Linked DNA regions of Salmo salar: region 1 is linked to region 2. Evidence: chromatin contacts called from public Hi-C data. All regions are on one chromosome and are shown on one strand. The core of a region is the stretch at or near the end of the contact, and the rest is flanking DNA. Distances in the headings are between cores, read along the strand shown.

What was found. Hi-C and Micro-C count contacts between places; a contact is called where the count stands out from the background.
Region 1: a contact with region 2 is called in a Hi-C map of blood, with 2.5 times the contacts expected there. The contact joins the enhancer-like site here to the promoter of LOC106582099 in region 2. A contact is called at or near these places in 2 of 3 Hi-C or Micro-C datasets (blood and muscle).

The regions. Positions count from the first base shown.
Region 1 is chrssa21:29,534,681-29,538,270 of Ssal_v3.1, forward strand. fancb (FA complementation group B) reads left to right here. Exons shown (of 9, transcript XM_045704656.1): 9 at 1-1,045. The coding sequence ends at 255. Among protein-coding and RNA genes, the nearest start is that of fancb, 8.6 kb to the left of the region's middle. Within about 2 kb of position 1,386, at least 3 of the 13 cell types and tissues checked have an H3K27ac peak or open chromatin away from gene starts, as enhancers often do.
Region 2 is chrssa21:29,487,228-29,490,795 of Ssal_v3.1, forward strand. It overlaps LOC106582099 (G-protein coupled receptor 143), which reads right to left and starts at 1,562. Exons shown (of 10, transcript XM_014164843.2): 1 at 1,371-1,562; 2 at 761-1,041; 3 at 132-241. The coding sequence starts at 1,019. It overlaps LOC106582097 (ankyrin repeat and SOCS box protein 9), which reads left to right and starts at 2,707. Exons shown (of 7, transcript XM_014164840.2): 1 at 2,707-3,088; 2 at 3,306-3,385. The coding sequence starts at 2,995.

The DNA of each region.
Region 1 (3,590 bases), core at 136-2,635, 47 kb after region 2:
CTCCATGGCGAGGAAGAGGAGATGGAGGAGGGGAAGAAGAGCAGTGGAGTGAAGAAGATGGAGCCCCCTGATCCAGGCTCTGCTGAGGGACTCCAGAGGTGCAGGGAGGAGTGGCAGCGGGACAGGGAGAGGAGCAGGAGGCTGTTGAGCCCCCTGGTGGGCGTGGAGCGCTATCGCAGATTGACCCAGAGCCTAACCCAGGTACAGCTGGAAGGAGATGTAGCTGCCCTCCTAGAGACACAGACACTAATTTAGCCTTGCAATGCATTGACATGCACACTCAGTGGCCAGCCCAAATTCTTCGGTTCATGGGAACGTAGCTCAATTGGTATCAAGGGACATAACGGGTGCCAGGAAAACATTCCCCACACCATTATACCACCGCCACCAGCCTGTACCGTTGACACCAGGCAGGATGGGACCATGGACTCATGCTATTTACGCCAAATCCTGACCCTGCCATCAGCATGACGCCACAGGAACCGGGATTAGTCGGACCAGGCAATGTTCTTCCACTCTTCAGTTGTCCAGTGTTGATCGAGTGCCCACTGGAGCCACTTCTTGTTCTTAGATGATCGGAGAGGAACCCGGTGTGGTCGTCTGCTGCAATGGCCCATCTGTGAAGAGGACCGACGAGTTGTGCATTCCGAGATGCCGTTGTACTGCGCACGTGACTCACTGTCTGTAGGAGCGGACCATTTTTGTGAATGGGGTGGTGTACCTAATAAACTGGCCACAGTGCAGTGTAGTTCCTTTTTATTTCTATGTCTTCTACAGGATTGTATGGTTACCTTCTTTTGGTTTCTAATATTCTGTATGTTCCTTTTATCAATGAAATGTTGAGATTCAGTCCAGATGATCACTGTCTTATGCCATGTTGAACTGAGTGCTACCTTATGCATTGTCATTAGTAATGAGAAGTTACAAACCTGAGATGCAATTCACCCTGTAGGTTACTGTAATTATTATGTTAATCTCTCATACTGTAAACCTGCCTGTACCTATAGTTCCTCAGATGTACGGTCCATTAAAAAAAGTATTCATACGCCTCGACTTATTCCACATTTTGTTACAGCCTGAATTCAAAATTGATTAAATATATGTTTTGTTTCATCCATCTACACACAATACTCTATAATGACAAAGTGAAAATGTTCTGAGAAATTGTTTCAAATGTATTAAATGAAATACAGAAATCTAATTTACCTAAGTATCTCTCTTACTCAATACATGTTAGAATCACCTTTGGCAGTGACTATATCTGTGAGTCTCTCTGCGTAAGTCTCTAAGAGCTTTCCACACCTGGTATGTACAATATCTGCCCATTTTATTGTTATTTAAATTCTTCAAGCTTGTTCTTCATTTAAGTCAGCATTGATGGGGTGGAGCATTGCTCTCTACAGTAGTTTCTGTTTCGAGAAGGGGCTCAGCCTAGTCGGTTATGGCGCTTCACAACAAGTAAATAGTTTCACTTCCTTTTATTAGCACCTCAAAACCAATGGTGCTTTATTTCTACTGAAGTAGCAGAACAGCAGCATACAGTGCCTTCAGAAAGTATTCACACCCCTTTGTGATTATTATTTTTTGTGGTTAGAGCCTGAATTTAAAATGGACAAAATAAACATCTCATCCATCTAAACACAATACCCCATAATGACAGTTTAAAAAATATATTTCAAATGTTTCTCACTAACATAAGAATTCACACCCCTGAGTCAATGCATGTTAGAATAACCTTTGGCAGTAATTACAGCTTTGAGTCTGGCTAGGTCTCTAAGAGATTTGCACATCTGGATTGTACAATTATTGCCCATTATTTTCAAAATGCTTCAAGCTCTGTCAAATGTGTTGTAGGTCATTGCTAGACAATTTTCAAGTCTTAACAGATTTTCAAGCAGATTTAAGTCAAAACTGTAACTCACCCACTCAGGATCATTTGCTGTCTTCTTGGTATGCAACTCGTGTAGATTTGCCCTTGTGTTTTAGGTTACTGTCCTTCTGAAAGGTCAATTCATCTCCCAGTGGTACAGCACACTGAACCAGGCTTTCCTGTATAATATTGGCTGTGCTTAACTCCGTTTTCTTTTTTTGTCCTGAACTCCCTTGTCCTTAATGATTACAAGCATACCCATAACATGATGCAGCCACCACTATGCTTGAAAATATGGAGAGTGGTACTCAGTAATGTTGTATTGGATTTGCCCCAAACATGACACTGTATTCAGGACAAAAACTGAATTGTTTTGCCACTTTTTTCCAGTAATACTTTAGTGCCTTATTGCAATATTTGTATTCTGTACCATCTTCCTTTTCACGCTGTCAATTATGTTAGTATTGTGGAGTAACTACAATGTTGTTGATCCATCCTCAGCCATTTAAACTCTGTAACTGTTTTAAAGTTACCATTGGCCTCATGGTGAAATCCCTGAGCTGTTTCCTTCCTCTCCAGCAACTGAGTTAGGAAGGATGCCTGTATCTTTGTAGTGACTGGGTGTATTGATACACCCTCCAAAGTGTAATAACTTCACCCTGCTCAAAGGGAGATTCAATGTCTGCTTTTTTTGTTTGTGAGACATTGGAAAACATCCGTGGTCTTAGTTTGAAATTCACTGCTCGACTGAGGGACATTACAATTATCTGTATGTGTGGGGTACAGAGATGAGGTAGTCATTAAAAAATCATGTTAAACACTATTATTACACACAGTGAGTCCATACAACTTATGACTTAAGCTAGTTTTTATTCCTGAACTTATTTAGGTTTGCCATAAGAGGTTGAATAAGTACTTATTCTCCTTTTTTGTTTTTAATTATTTGGTAAAATACTTTTTTTTTTAAACGTCTAAACAATATTCCACTTTGACATTATGGGGTAGTGTCTGTGGGCCAGTGACATATATGTTTAGTCCCTTTCAAATTCAGGCTGTAGCACAGCAAAATGTGGAAAAAGTTGAGTTGTGTGAATACGTTCTGAAGGCACTGTATGAATGTGTGCGCGTGTGAATGCATGTCTCCCTTGGACCACCTTCTGTGCTTCACACCTCTAATCTGTGTGTAATAGCTACTCCTCTCTCCCCTCAGACCGGCAGCCTGTGAAACGCTGCTGCTGCTGTGCCCACTGGGAGAGACGGACTTCTTACTCTGATCTGAAGTGTGAAACACTGTGTGTTCAGAATGAAACTTTAGGAGGTAACGGGATGGCAAAGGTCTACACCTGCCTCCCTGGTTAGTAGCTGAGAATGCTTTGTGTCTCTTCCCTTTATGGCTCAGCTATGTTTTCTGTAAGATGCTATAAAATAAACCCATCTTGGATATTGTCTTGTCTTGACCAAATGTAGTACAGTTACTATGTGTGCTCAAACAGCAGCTTTCTTATGAGTCATCATCCCAGGCTGTTTGACTAAAGGTGTCTGCTAAGACGGATGGTGTAGTTCTACCAGGTTTTTGGCCCCTAGTTTTGTGAAGTTCACCCCTGGAGGACCCTAGGATGGGGATGTGCCGTTTTGGTTCTCGTAAAGTCAGGAGCTGCTGTGTCGCGATCTGTCTGTGGCACACTGTCTGACCAGAGAAATTCTACTTTTCTCTCTCTTT
Region 2 (3,568 bases), core at 312-2,811:
AAGATCATATCATCTGGTAGCCTGTTACTCCCAGTACTGTATATTTGCTGAGCTCAAATTTGTCTCCTCTGCTAGGTCAGACGGTTTTCTTGGTTAGGTCACATGGTCAAGAAAACATCTATCATACATACTGCACTGCCAACACAGAACACCTCTGGCCACATGTCGCTGTTGTTGGCCACATTGATCCCTCTGACAAGGTTGGGCAGGCCCAGCCAGATGGATGACCTCACTATGATACCTGGAGGAGACAAACACAACAAGACCTCTCAAAACATCTGACCATCTTATAAAGATCTGTTTTACAGGATGTCAATGAGGGGGGCTCCCGAGTGGCACTGCATATCAGTGCTAGAGGCGTTACTACAGACCCTGGTTCGATTCCAGGCTGTATCACAATCACAATTGTGTGTGTATCCGTTGCTCCTCCACATACACATTCTCCTCTCAGTCCTTGTGTAATGATTGCAGTGAGACCCCCAGGCCTGTTATAAAATCAAGCTAGTAGGCTAACAATCCATTCTTTGACTGATGATATGTGAGACCTATTGGCCTGCAAAATGCCTAATGCATAAATTGTATTTCACTAGCTACAATATCTGGTTCCGTCATAAGCTATGATAAACAATCTAAAATTGTACAATAAAGTAGAGGGACACAATTGCAAACGTGGTGTACGCCTACAACTTTGATTAAATTCTCCATGGTATCGACAGTGACGCGCAAGGTGTTGATGAAAAGTAACGGGATATAGCCTTACCTGCACATCCCAGTATATCACATATGCTGATGATAAACAATATTCTCGACGAAGAAGCTGGTTTGGGAAGAGGGTACTGTCCAAGGCGCCTGTAACCCCTACGTTTGGGCAACATTTGTAAAATAGAAAATATCAAACTTAAACTTGCGCTACCGATGCAAATGGCGCCAAAGAAGAGGGGCTGAAAAGTAATGACAAATTCGGTCGATGCGTCTCGGTTTGGGCAGCAGAACGTCTCCAGCCTTGGGGATGCCATCATGGACTCGATGGAAAGAAGCAGGCTACGGCGTCAGGGGAGAAAGGAAAGTTAAATTCATAAATTTAGTCCGTGGCATGAGGTCTGTTTCAAGTGAAAATCACGGGTTGGTTCATCATGTGCTTCTATTTAATCCTTCCAGTCAGGGTTTAACTGCCCCACATTGGTAAGAGGCCACATAAGAATGTTGCTCAACATTTGTAGTAAAAAGGCTTAGGCTCCTTTTTGTTAAGTTAAATGTTTCCACAAAATTGTCCATGCCTCTATAATATTAAGTATAAATTGCATTATGAGTGTGAGAAAACGTGGAAATTAAGTGTATAAATGTGTGTTCAGGAAAATACTGAATCATACCTTTAATAAATAGCAGATGCTGTAGTCCTAGTGGAAAATATGAAATGCACAGTATGCAAACTTTTTTACCAATTGTACAAGAACATCTGATACTATGCAGTTGTTTGGAGTGGTTTGAATGTAGCTAGGCTACATTAGGAATTTGAAATAGAGTAACAAAGTTACTAAGCCATACCCTGTCCAGACAGATCATTTATGAATAGCCTACTGATAGCCCACTGTGCAGCACCTGACCTGAGTAGCTGGAGGAGCTGCTACATTCCAGCTCTAAGAACCAGAAAAGCAGGTGAACCGTTGTACAAATGATTTGTGGATCAATGGAGCTATGAATATGCATTGATTACAGAGAGGACATTCAGTGGGTTTATACAGTGGTATTCTAATCCATGCACCTTCTCTGACAAGGCACAAAGTAACGTGTGTTTTAGGTTTACAGTGGCAGGGATTATATCAACATGATAGTGAATTGTAGGCTATTATGATTTAGAATTTTTTGAATTTCTCTCTCTTCTCTTTCCTTCTCTCTCAATGAACAAACCTATCTGCTACTGACATCTGGTGGTGGATAAAATAACTTACGTAGAGAATGTTTTCATTGGAGAATCACGTTGCATCCATGAAGAATGTATGTCACAAAATGTGCATGCTAAGGAGTGCCTTGCCGTGTTTTCTCACTGTCAAATGTTTGCCTCGATAATGTTAATGTGGGGTAGCAATTCTGGGGTATTTAAAAATCAACTAACTTATGTGGATAATTAGTTTATTCTCATGGCGAACCGGATGCTAGTTTATCTATGCCAGACAATGCAGTAAGTAAGTAAGTAAGTCTTTCTGGCGTGTTTCCTCTGTAAAACAACAGCTTATCCTCCAAATGGAAAAAGTAGGGAGCATAAATTGGTTTCTGGCAAATAACTCTGTGAGCCTGGAATTTCTCCTTGTAAAGTTTAGGTATTTATAAGCCTATCCAGCCAGCTTTTTGAACTGAATTTCTTTCCAAAAATTGATTGGATATTTGGAAACTTGCATGTAAACTCTGACTACAGCTGATGAATAACCAGGCATGGAAAAGTCCTCCACTTAAAGCATGGCTTTACAGTTTGTATCCAAGGGAAAAGTGTCAGTCAGGATGTTGACACATTACCCAAACTACAAAAACAAGTGTGTACCTGCACATCTCCTATGTATCTTTCCAGCCCCCCCCCCCCCTCTATCTTTCTTACTCAAGCCTCCTCCTTCCCTCTAACCCTCCCTCTTTAGCTGGAGGTGATGGGTGTGAACTGTCTGTGATGACAGTGTCAAGTTACAGATCTGCTCAACAGGATTCTACTCACTCTCTCTGCCCACAATTGGGTCTAATGAACACGATATGCACTGTAAAAACAAGCCCAGCAATGCATTCAAAACCACTTCCTGCAGGGCAGACTGAAGCTGAGGGGAAATGACATCACAGGCTTTAAGTTGGGATGTGATGTCGAAATCATCCAAAAACAGTTCAGGAACAGACGGTACAGATAAGTGTTGACACCAGCGACAGGTCAAAGTCCAGTTGCTGATGTTACAAAACCAATGATGCAAGACAGACTACTAGACTGCCGTCTGATTTGGGGAACTCTATAGGTCAACAATGAGACCGGCTACAGGACACAGCAGTGACAACCCGAGGAACAATGCTACCCAGACTGGATCCGTTGTTTTTCTCTCCAACCCTTTGATGAGTGGTGAGTAGACTGCTTGGTGAGATGCACTAAAAGTTTCCACTTGTCTATATCTATGCTTTGGCCAATGAATGTTTGTATCTGGGAATGATCCTATGGTCGGGGGGCCAGTACAAAAAAATGTATGAAATGTATGCATTCACTACTGTAAGTCGCTCTGGATAAGAGCGTCTGCTAAATGACTAAAATGTAAATGTAATTGTTGTTCTTCACTTATAAGATATTGAGTCAGATTGGTCCCCCATTCATGATGCAGCCTACAATGGACGTGTTCTCACACTGAGAAACCTAATAGCTCAGGTAAGGAAGGCACACCCAGACCCACAGGGCACAGACGTCAATTCAACATTTATTCCACATTGGTTCAATGTCATTTTATTGAAATGACATGGAAACAATGTCGATTCAACCAGTGTGTGCCCTGTGGGTCCTTATTATGCACGCTCATGCCTGCAGGCTTTAGTGTAACTGCTATTTGTTATT